Linked DNA regions of Zea mays: regions 1, 3 and 4 are each linked to region 2. The links are chromatin contacts, called in public Hi-C maps. All regions are on one chromosome and are shown on one strand. The core of a region is the stretch at or near the end of the contact, and the rest is flanking DNA. Distances in the headings are between cores, read along the strand shown. Region 1 holds the start of LOC542488 (rough sheath 2). Region 2 holds the start of LOC100304296. Region 3 holds the start of LOC103639955 (pyridine nucleotide-disulfide oxidoreductase domain-containing protein 2). Region 4 holds the start of LOC103639924 (heat shock 70 kDa protein 4).

Region 1 (2,700 bases), core at 184-2,683, 460 kb before region 2:
AGGCTAGATTCTCTTGCCCAAACCTAGGACTCAGCCCTGGTCGAATAAGCAAAGATCACTGAGCTCAAAAGCAATTCTTGTCTGTGTCTGAGAAGGCTATAGACAATGAGAGATCCGTTAATAGAGGATTGGTTGCTCGGTTGTACTTAGCCACCAAGGCCAGAAACTCGGCTGATGAAGAGAAACATTAGTAAGTTCCTAAGCGCTTTGGTCTTTTTAATACTTCCTTATGTTTGCCCAAAACCTGGTCCTGCCAAAAACTTGTTCTTGTCAATCAGTTGTGTCAATATGGACGACTTACATCCATGATGTTGAAGAATGTCATGTACCCAAAGTAGTGTGAAGAGTCCGATAAGAAAAATCACCCAACATTAAATAAATAGTGAGATGGAGAGTCTGAATAGCTGATATAAAATTTAGAAGTAAAAATGTATTGATTGCTGACAAAAAAATCGTAAGATATTAAGATCAATAACAATACTATATGTTATTTATTTTTATCTAATTATTATGCTAATAGTAGCTGATATAACCACACACAGTTATTATACTAGTTTGACCTGTGTAACTGTTGGCCACAGAACAGGCTAGCTACTCGTCATGGGCACTCACTCAGGCGTGCCTGTTGAGTAGGAGCAGTAGTAGTAAAAAAGAAGAAGGAAAAAAAAGCGATCTCTAATCCGCGCGGCGCGGGGGCCATGCTGCCGTGATTTGACTCGTGGAAGCCCTCCTCCACGCTCGCTCCCCATCTTTTTCGTCGCTTTCCACGCGCGCTGTGCTCGCTGCCACGACAAGACGCGACGCCGACGACGTACGGCGCCTTTTCCCACCGCCCGCCCGCGCGCCGGCCAGCCCCCCAGAGATGCTGCCATTTCATTTCCCACCCCATCCCATCGATCGTCACTCTACTACTACTAATATTGAAGGAGCGATTAAAGCCAGCTATTAACATTGAAGGAGTAGTAGAAGCTGCAAATTCAACCCAAACGGATAGATTGTATAGGACTGGAATGAGTTTATTTCTTTGAATCTGATTTTTTTGCGTAAAATTTGATTCGGGGCGCGTATCCACCCACCCACGCGCGCACGCCAGAGAGGCCGGAGCCATGTCCGTCCATGTCGCTCGCTCGTCCCATCAATCAACTCTCCAACAGTCTCGCCTCTTCTCTTCTCTTCTCTCTCTCTTTTCTTTAACTTCTCTCTCCTTCCATCCCCCGCTGCCTCTGCGTGCTCAGCCCAGGGCCAGGGCCGGGCAAGCCAGTACTGCGAAGTCAGCTCGCAGCAGAGAAAGCACCCCCGGCCCACCCCCACAACCACGTACTGTATACTGCTGCCACTGCGCCAGCCAGCACGCTCCTCCACCTCCATGTGCATGCTGCAGCTGGAGCTGCATGTGTAGGCGTGGCCGTGTCCCGTCTCTCGTCTCGTGTGGGGGTGCCTGTGCTCATGCCATTGCCATTGCCATTGCCATGCTGCGTGCCGCTGTTGCCCGTGCTTCACCTGCGCTGCGCCCCCCTGCTCCACTCCATCCTAGTAGCTCTACAGCTTCGAGTAGCTCGCTCTCACTCGCGCTCTCTACCGCTCCGGCTCGCTGAGACCCTGACCCTGTGTCCCTGTCTATATATACACGCGCGCCCCCTTTCCGGGCATCCCTTTTCCTCCCGCCCGCGCCCCCGTCTTTTCCTTTCCGCGTGCCCTAATTTCTCGCTGCGCCTTGTCCCCCACACCTCCCTCCCTCCGCCGCTGGTGCTCTCTCCTCCTATACATACAAACACATACACACAAGCTCGCTCGCTCGCTCACGGGCTGTGAGAGAGGCCGTGGAAAGGAATCTTTCAGCTCACACCTCCCTATCCCTCCCTCCCTCCCTCCCTTCTCCTCCTACTGCTACTGCTCGCCAGGTCCCCTCGCTCGCTCGTCGTCTTCAACCTCACACAATTATTTGTGCTCCCGCTCCTTCCGTCCGTCCTTCCTCCCCCCTCCCCTCTCCCGCTCCTGCTGCCTTGCCTCTCAGCCGAGGGACGCCAAGGTCTCTGCCAGGATGGTGTAGGCCGTGCCTCTGTAAGTTCTTCGTTTCCTAGCTTTACTATCAACGCGCACGTATTAGTTCACTCGTTCGTTCGTCTCTGGTTGTGTGGATTATTGGGGAGGAGTAGCAGTAGTGGCAGTCTGATCTGGTTTAGCATGTCTTCTTGCATTCGGGTTGTTTTTTACGGCACCTCCTACATAGTAGCAGTAGCAGTACTGTGGTAGAGATGTTGATTTGTGACAAGGATTGTTCCTCAGTTTCCGGGTCTTTTATTTTACCAGAGGAAGCGCGCGGGTGCAGCCGCTGAATGTGATGTGTCCCCGGTTTTTTTTCTTCTATTTTTCTCTCTCGTTCTTTATTTCGTGGTATGTGCGCGTGAGCAGGAGAATTTCTTTTTTTGAAAGGCGAGCAGCAGGAGATTGTGTCGTCGATTTCGTTCCCAAAAATTTGGCTATTTAGTTCATGTCCTGCGGCCCCCCTATTTATTTCCTCCTGTTCGTCGGCGAGAACCGTCGGTCGTCTGCCTCGTACGTGAATTCTTCTCGTTCGGCTTCAGGTGTGCGGCGGCGGTCCTGAACTCGTTTTGGTCTGTCAGAATAGTTACTAGTTAGTTTGGTGCCATGGTTCTTCAGAAATCTTCCCGGTCGTCAACGCCATGTTTTCTTCACCCA
Region 2 (2,700 bases), core at 54-2,553:
TCTTTAAATAATTCTAAAAAAATTTCTTAACTGGTTTGAATTTTTATTTAGAGATCTATCTGAACAGAAAACCACGTTCTATATCTTTTCACTTAAAACAAAATTTCCCTTTGTTTTCAATAATATAATAAAAATAGAGGATGTCGGCAGAATAGAACAAAGAGCAACAACCAAAATCTAAGCACAGTTTTCACCTTTACATAGCTTTTCATTCATCTTTCTACGCCATGCTCAGCAGAGTATGTATATGATCGTATAAAACACTTTTGATATAACTGCTTTAAGAAGGCTGTTAGCTTGATAAGACTATCTCCAGTAGACTCTCTGTCTTACCTTAGAACATCTTCAACAATAAACTCTAAACTAGAGTCCTAAAATTTGAAATAGAATCGTATTTAGTGTTTAAGGCCTCAAAAGAACTTTTTACTCCAACAGTTAGGCTTTAAATAATGCTATTTATAAAATAAATTATGTTATTAGAAAATAAATGGTTGAAGCTCAAGAGAAAACGAGAATATGACTCCAGTATATAAGGTACTATATTTAGAACCCGAGAGATTGAGCTCTATAATCGTTTGATGGAATTTTATAAAATAGGATCACAGTTAAAAAGTGTGTTTTATGGTTCTTAGCCATATTTAAAATAGTATCCAGTTTAGAGCAACTCCAAGATATTAAATATATAGTTTTATAAAGGTAAATTTAGCTAATATTAGAAGAAAAACGTATCCAATAGACTCTGTAAATGAATCTTCAAATTTAGTGACTCTCTATTTTTGAATAGGCTGCTTCACTCTCCCTTCAATTTATAGGTTTATCGAGTCTCTTGGATTAACCTACAATTTTTCTGTTAAATCGGTTTTAAAGAGTAGCTAAATCAGTAAATTTGACTAAGTTAATCTTTCAGAGTTGCTCTGAGAATCTCTCTTTGAGATGCTTTTATATTTTAAACTTTACTCTATAAATAATATGGTCCACATTATAACTAATTTTTTTTGCATGCAATTGACAGGCCGGTCGCGGTTAGTGGTCGCCGGTGGCTTCGGACCTTCGGTAGGCGTTGGGCGCCGGCCGATGCACCCGCACCGCATCCGTAGGATACGAGCGGCGACCCGGACCGGACGGACGCGAAAATCAGCTGCCGTGGAGGTGCGGGCAACTCCAACGACGCGATCCGGCCCGCCCGCGACGCTGACACGACCGCGGGACCCACCCAATACGACGCCACTACCCCGCTTTTCTCGCACCTATTTACCGCCCCTGCCACTGTCTCCTTTCCCTCTGACTAGTCACCTGTTGGCAGGGTCCGGTTCACGCCGCGGCGGCTCGACTGGACTCCCCTCGTCATGGCCGGCGTCAGCGGCCGCGGGGCCGCGGAGAGGGTGGCCGCCGCCGTGGAGGCGGTGGGATCCGGTGGCTGGGAGTTCCGAAACGCGTACAGGCGCCAGCTGCTCGCGCTGTCGCGGCGGATCCGGCTCCTTGGCCCCTTTGTCGAGGAGCTCCGGGAGGTACCCTGTGTACCCGCGGTGGAACCGGAGCGGGCGCTGGCGGTGCTCGCCGACGCGCTGGAGGAGGCGCTCGACCTGCTCCAGCTCGGCCGCGACGGGAGCAGGATATTCCTGGTACGCGCTTACTTGTTGCTCTCGCCTTCTCTAGTTCCTCATCTATGCTGGATTCCAGATGCTTGGCTGCCTGTGCGACCTTTTAGTATTATTTTTAAGATAAAAAACTGCGCTCTTAAGCTTCACTCACTTTGTATCAAGTGTGCAGATATTTGAATGAAAATCCTGATTTTAAGCTTCCTGTCCTTCCTATTCCATGCTACCGTAGCAGCTATCGTTATTTTACCTGGCGTATACTTTGCTATGGATCCTATTTCAATGAAAAAAATATATCGTTGAGGTTTTAGCTTTAGGTGCGTTCCATTTCAGTATCCAAGATATTCCCCCTTAATCCCTTAATCCCCTCCAATCCCCTCCAATCCCTGATCCTTGGTCACCAAATCAGCCCTTAAGCTTATATGCCAGAGGCCGACTCTGCCCTGTGGACCCACGCACACGTACGAAATACCAACACAAAAAAAAACGTATATGCCACCTTGCTCGAGCCCCGTCCGCTGGATCCGTCCCTGCTTGTACACTTGTTGACACAGTACTGGCTGTGACATATGATCATTCCTTGCTTTTGCGGCCTAGTTTGCTAGGCTTAGCAGACATTTTTTTATTTTATCAGCTTGGTCTTATGGTCAAAGTTTTGATCTTTTGTTGGTGAGCAATTTGTATTGTTTGGCTTTGGTTAGTTCATTAAGAATTTGGGATTAAGTGACAAACTTATCGTCAAGGTTATTAAAGCGATAAAATGTTGAGGCGCTCATGAGAACTTTTTGACTTTAAAACGTTTAAGCGAGCTTTAAAACGTCTTTTTAAACAACATGGACAAAATTGAATATAACTTAATTTCATGTAACAATATAACATGTCCACAACCACACTACCACAAATCCACAATTACATAAGTTCAAGTGCTCAACTAATAGCAACTAGCAAAGCGACAACCACAAATAAAGTGGAATGAAATGTGCAGTAGTCCACAATCACAAACATAGCACAAAAGCAACTAAAGTGGAATGTAATGTCCACAACCACAGACGCATTAGCATCACTACTGTTTGCCGTTTTTAGTCCGCAAATAACCAAAACC
Region 3 (2,700 bases), core at 200-2,699, 380 kb after region 2:
AAAGAATTCTCACATGCTAGCTTTCCTAATTAATCAGCCAACATCATCCCATTCCACCATTGTGATAGCATTGTTGTCTCGGGTGGTCGCTCCATGTTCCAATTAATAAAATGATCTTATCATGTATAATAATAAAGCCAACATTAATAATAAGACCAGATCATAATTTGTATGTAACATTAATCCCAAAACCAAGTAGAACAATAGCAAGACTACCCAATAACTCATTTGCATGCAAGGTGTAAGATAAAGAAAACTAGGTAACCTATTAAGTCCCGTCTAACAATGAAATCAGGGTGTGAATATAAAAGTAAATATTATTAGGTCAAAAATGTGATCAAGGACCCAACTTGCCTTTTACTTGCGATAACTTGTTGATTAGATCTCTTCAAAAGTCTAGATCTACAGACCACATACACTCGCCTGTCTAAACGTAGCAGTACAAGCATACAGACAAATAATGATTTAAAATTTGAAGCACACCAAACATGAAAACCAAATACGTAAGAGTATTATATGCATCGAGACGAATCCGCGATTTCGAGAACTACTAAAAATGGAGTTCAAACACGAAAGATATAGATTTTCTAAGTTTCTAGATTTATTCTTATACAAAAGTCATGTTCTGTTTTTTTATTTCCCAAAAACCTAGATGGTGGCTTCAATTTTTTTGGAATGTCCAGCGTGCTTTGTGTAAATTTCAAGGCCTTGTTTTAAATACTATTCAACTGATTTGGACAGCGACTTTATTAAGTAAAAAGGCCAGGGGCACTTTATGAAAACAGCCTCGCTATTATAACGTGCGAGTGTTACTGCCCGTTAGATCTTGATATGAGGGATTGGATAAGATGGCCGAACCGGTATGAAGTCTAGACCACCGGATCATCATCTAACGATCCATAACTCACCCCGTAGCTTTACATCAAGATCCAACTATAGACGTCCGATCGGATTTCGATGCATCATATTTAATGACCCGCAAAACGGTATACTCCAATCAGGGTCATTCCTTGGATGTTGCACGTCCTCCCGCCGACCAGTTGTGGCGACGTGCAGAGCCCACGTGGCGAAGGCCATGGTCGTCGAGCACGCAAATGCGCCCCAATATCTGATTCCCAAAGTTGATAGGTTCTAAACGAAGCCTAGTCTATTACGCATCGAATAAGGTACTTCTTACCAGATATAGTGGTGGGAGCAATGTTGCCATGGAGGCCATCGGCTCCACGATGGAGAAAGAATTCCGACGAGCAATCTCTGGTGCTCCACTATGAATTTCCACCAGGCGAGGCCATAATCACCTTCCTCGCGATCTAGTTAAGCCCCATGACCCGACATTGAGACCCCATCGATGGTGTACGAACGAACCAACAATGGCGGCTTCGGTTCTTACTCAGCGACCTGCTCGACGTTCTTCGTTTTTGTGGTCACGACATACTCGAGTGGATGTGCAGGGCGATCTCGGGGGCTCAGGATTTATAACCGAAGCTAAGGACCCAGGCCAGATGAGATTGAGCTGGCAGCAACGGAGTTTGTTACGATTTTTTGAAGTTTGTTGCGATCGCGCATGTGGCTTGTTGCGAGGGAAGGGACGAATCCGATGAATGGGGCCCACATGGAGGTGACAAGAGATACACGTGAACTTGACTGTGAGGGGAGCGTGCGACGAGGCATGGGAGACTAGCCCATGAGCCCCATGGGTCAGCCGTGTGGTAGAAAGAAAAATGAAGGGAATTAGATGGGTCGACGGGTGCTTAATCGGCCCATTTAGCGAAAGAAGAGGGCGATCTGGGCCAAGAGGGATGAGGGCCCGAGAGGCAGGTAAGGTTAGGTACACTTTCTTTTTTATTTCTAGTTTCCTTTTCCTTTTTAAGTTTTATTTTTTTCTAGTTCAAATTTCAAATTCAAGTTAGAATTCAAAATCCATCAAACTGAAATGCACAAGCAAATAAATCTCCATCATGCAATTTATGATTTTATTTATATGATTTATTTAGGCCAATGCTTCAAATATGCAACACATATTGATGATTTAAACATAACACTCTTTTAAAGATATTGTCTTATTGAAAGCATATTATTCATTTTAATATAAAATAGTTTATAATGTATAATATTCAAGAGATACTTTGAAATAAATCGCAACTCATATAAGGATCTTCTCATCTATTTTTTCATATTTTTAGGTTCCAAATTACATCGCTCATTTTAATTGTTCAGACCTAAGTTTGAACCATCTATTATTACCATTCGACCATTTTACATAATTTGTTTTTGAAAATAAAGGAAATTCTTATTAAATGCTTTTTAATTTTTATAATCCTTTGGGGACAATCTTTCCTAAAACCCAAAATAGTATTTTGGGTGTTACAATTTTGCCTCACTAGGCAGCCAATAGCTACTTTTGGGTTGATCTATTTATACCCCTCACCATGGCCTATTATAGGTTGCTAAAGCTTTCCACATCCATATACACCATCAAAGACAAGAGAGATCTCCAAATTCACCCTTTTCTGGGACTTGAGTGCATGTAGTCTCATTTTTTAATCCAATATCAAGAATTGAGCATTATGAGATTGTGTGTGAAAGAAACTTGAGAAACCCTTAAGTACTTTGTGGTGAAATCAAGTTCATGTGAAGCGTTTGTTACCCTTGGAGCCTTGCTTTTATATGTATTAGTGGTTGTTAGTGTATCCCCATGGT
Region 4 (2,700 bases), core at 170-2,669, 460 kb after region 2:
AGATACTATGAAACTGAAAAGAGTCTACAATGAATGCAGATATCTCTAATTTTATGACTTCAATTCTCCCTTCAAAACTATACCACGAATGTTTCTCTGGTAAAGCCAAAGTCATCAATGACAGACATGACCAAAATATCAGAGCAATAAATAGCAGTACAGCTTTTTTAAAAGATGACACTGAAAGCAATGCTTGATGTGCAGTGGTGCCAGCTACAAATATAGTAAAAGCTAGAATGTAAAAGTAGGCAGCGAATAGTTCAGGTAAAAGCAATATGATAAAACAATGAGAGATCAGATGGTGATGCATGATGTTGTCATCATAAAGAATGCAGATATCTCGTGTGGATATAATCTCATCATTTCTCTCATTACTTATCCAAAAGAAAATAGCAAAAACAACAAAAAAAATAGAACAAAAACATTTCATCTGCAGTTTCAGATTGAAAACCACGAAAACTATGAGAACATAGCTTTCCATCACTGGCATAAGTGGATTTAAGCGCTTGGGGTAATCGTTTCATCATCAATCTGCCACGTCGAGTGACAAAAAGTACAACAGAACCAGTCGGTGTTTTTAGTAGTGACAAAAACGAAGATATCTAAGACTACGAACAACAGACCGACAACATATCATGGATCTAAAAACACATTTGTATATAATTTTAGTGCCAAGTAATAAAAAATAAGGCACCAGGCTGTAAGGCTACAGAGTCTTAAAAACTAGCGGATCTCGGACCCAAGACTAAATCGGACAAATAGTGATAGATCTCAGCTCAGCGAGAGTAAAAATAACTATGCAACTACTACTACCAGCAACAATCGCCTTCAGATCCAACTGATCTATAAGAAAACAAAGCTGAACTACATGGGATCTGAGCAACTTTTACGACGGGAAGTTAAACAAATCAAATCAAGCACTGACGTAGTGATCCAGCTAACCTGCGGTACATCTACCAGACCAAACAACTAATCACGGTGAACAAAACGGATCTCAGCTAGAGCAGCAGGAGTAAGAAGAACCGAGAACGAGGGCGTGCTCACCAAAGACGGTGTTGATGGGGTTCATGGCGACCTGGTTCTTGGCCGCATCTCCGATGAGGCGCTCGGAGTCGGTGAAGGCGACGTACGAGGGTGTGGTGCGGTTACCCTGGTCGTTGGCGATGATCTCGACACGGTCGTGCTGCCACACACCGACGCAAGAGTAGGTCGTGCCGAGATCGATGCCGATTGCCGGCCCATCACCCTTGCCGGCCATCTCTTCTCGCTCTCAGCAGAGGTGGCGGAGGACGGGAGGGGATTGGCGGTGGCGGAGAACGGGAGGGGATTGGCGGCGGCGGGAGAAGTAACAGAGGACTAGGGTTTCGAGAGGGAGTGGGACGAATGCGGGGAAGTGACATTTTATAGGGAGCAAAGAGCGCGTCAGCGGGTGGGCTGTGGTGTTCTAGAATGTTCCTGAACGCATCGAGAAAAAATCCAAGCCGTTGAGATGTGATCGTGCAGCCCAGGGCGTGTGGCGGAGGCCTTTCCGCGGGCGCCATTCGGCTTAGCCAGTTCAAACGGCTCTTTTTCCTTTCTGGGTTGCTTAAACCGATTCGTAAAAAAAAACGTCCGCCGACGGTAACAGTAAACCGGCTGTTTAGGGTAAAATCGACCTGTTTGTCCAGAATAAATTAATTTTTTTACGGATTTACTGCTGCAAAAACCGCTAATAACCGTTCGAAACCATCGGTTTTCCACCAAAATGAACCGATTTTTTATATCCTTTACAGAAAAATGACATGATTTATTTATAATTTGCTCAATACATGTTCAATAATTTATATTAATTGATTCACATAATATATGTTTACCAAAATAACATACGACATATATATAACATCAGAAACTTCAATTCTCATGTAACAATCAATCATCGGATTGTGCAATACTCAAATACAAGTTCTTTTAGAGTTCTCCTACAACACATATGTCGATATGTTTCACAATACTAACGTATTCAGCTCGAGTCATAATGATAGTACTAAGGCATGTGTGGAATGATCGTGTTATGGGCTCATTCCGTATACATAGTACTATTGCAACACCACGTCCAATCTCTGGACCGGCGGTACTTACTCCTGTCATCTCTCTAAGATCATATATCGTCCCCACAGACCAACACGAGTCTATTGGGCGCACTTTGTCCTCATTCATGCGCACCCGAGAAAACTTCTCGGTCGGTCAACCTCCCAAATTGCTCCAAGCCAAGCACGCTTAACTTGGAGGTTCTTTCGAAATAGGCTTCCGAAAAAAAGATGCACTTTGTTGGTATGGATACTCTATTAATTCTATTAAACCTTGGCCAGGATATCACAATCCCAGGGGCCAGAACATCACCATCCACCCCCTTATAAGACAGACGTCCTCGTCGGTCAATCCCAATCCAGGAACCTCCCCTCTTACCACGTCTGTGTGTCTAGTGTCGTCATATGACATGTCATGTGATCACTCCGGACCCACATGCGCCATATACCCGAACCCCCTAGCCCACACACGCCCGTGAAACCGCGAGGGTCAGCTCTGATACCACTTGTAACACCCTGTTCAATCCTTGGACCGACGATACTTACTCTTGGCATCTCTCTAGAATCATATATCGTCCCCACAGACCAACACGAGTCTTTTGGGCGCACTTTGTCCTGACTCATGCGCACCCAA

What was found. Hi-C and Micro-C count contacts between places; a contact is called where the count stands out from the background.
Region 1: a Hi-C map of leaf shows a contact between it and region 2, with 6 times the contacts expected there. The contact joins the promoter of LOC542488 here to the promoter of LOC100304296 in region 2. A contact is called at or near these places in 3 of 25 Hi-C or Micro-C datasets (ear and leaf).
Region 3: a contact with region 2 is called in a Hi-C map of endosperm, with 2.8 times the contacts expected there. The contact joins the promoter of LOC103639955 here to the promoter of LOC100304296 in region 2. A contact is called at or near these places in 6 of 25 Hi-C or Micro-C datasets (ear, endosperm, leaf and 1 more).
Region 4: a contact with region 2 is called in a Hi-C map of ear, with 4 times the contacts expected there. The contact joins the promoter of LOC103639924 here to the promoter of LOC100304296 in region 2. A contact is called at or near these places in 5 of 25 Hi-C or Micro-C datasets (bundle sheath, ear, endosperm and 1 more).

The regions. Positions count from the first base shown.
Region 1 is chr1:158,675,532-158,678,231 of Zm-B73-REFERENCE-NAM-5.0, reverse strand. LOC542488 (rough sheath 2) reads left to right here and starts at 1,433. Exons shown (of 2, transcript NM_001112039.2): 1 at 1,433-2,061.
Region 2 is chr1:158,216,946-158,219,645 of Zm-B73-REFERENCE-NAM-5.0, reverse strand. LOC100304296 reads left to right here and starts at 1,303. Exons shown (of 4, transcript NM_001361280.1): 1 at 1,303-1,622. The coding sequence starts at 1,347.
Region 3 is chr1:157,837,271-157,839,970 of Zm-B73-REFERENCE-NAM-5.0, reverse strand. LOC103639955 (pyridine nucleotide-disulfide oxidoreductase domain-containing protein 2) reads right to left here and starts at 1,449. Exons shown (of 7, transcript XR_004855367.1): 1 at 1,178-1,449; 2 at 1-115.
Region 4 is chr1:157,754,914-157,757,613 of Zm-B73-REFERENCE-NAM-5.0, reverse strand. It overlaps LOC103639924 (heat shock 70 kDa protein 4), which reads right to left and starts at 1,419. Exons shown (of 2, transcript XM_008662604.4): 1 at 1,045-1,419. The coding sequence starts at 1,258. LOC111590730 (small nucleolar RNA Z194) reads right to left here and starts at 536; the gene lies at 435-536. LOC111590684 (small nucleolar RNA Z195/SNORD33/SNORD32 family) reads right to left here and starts at 370; the gene lies at 289-370.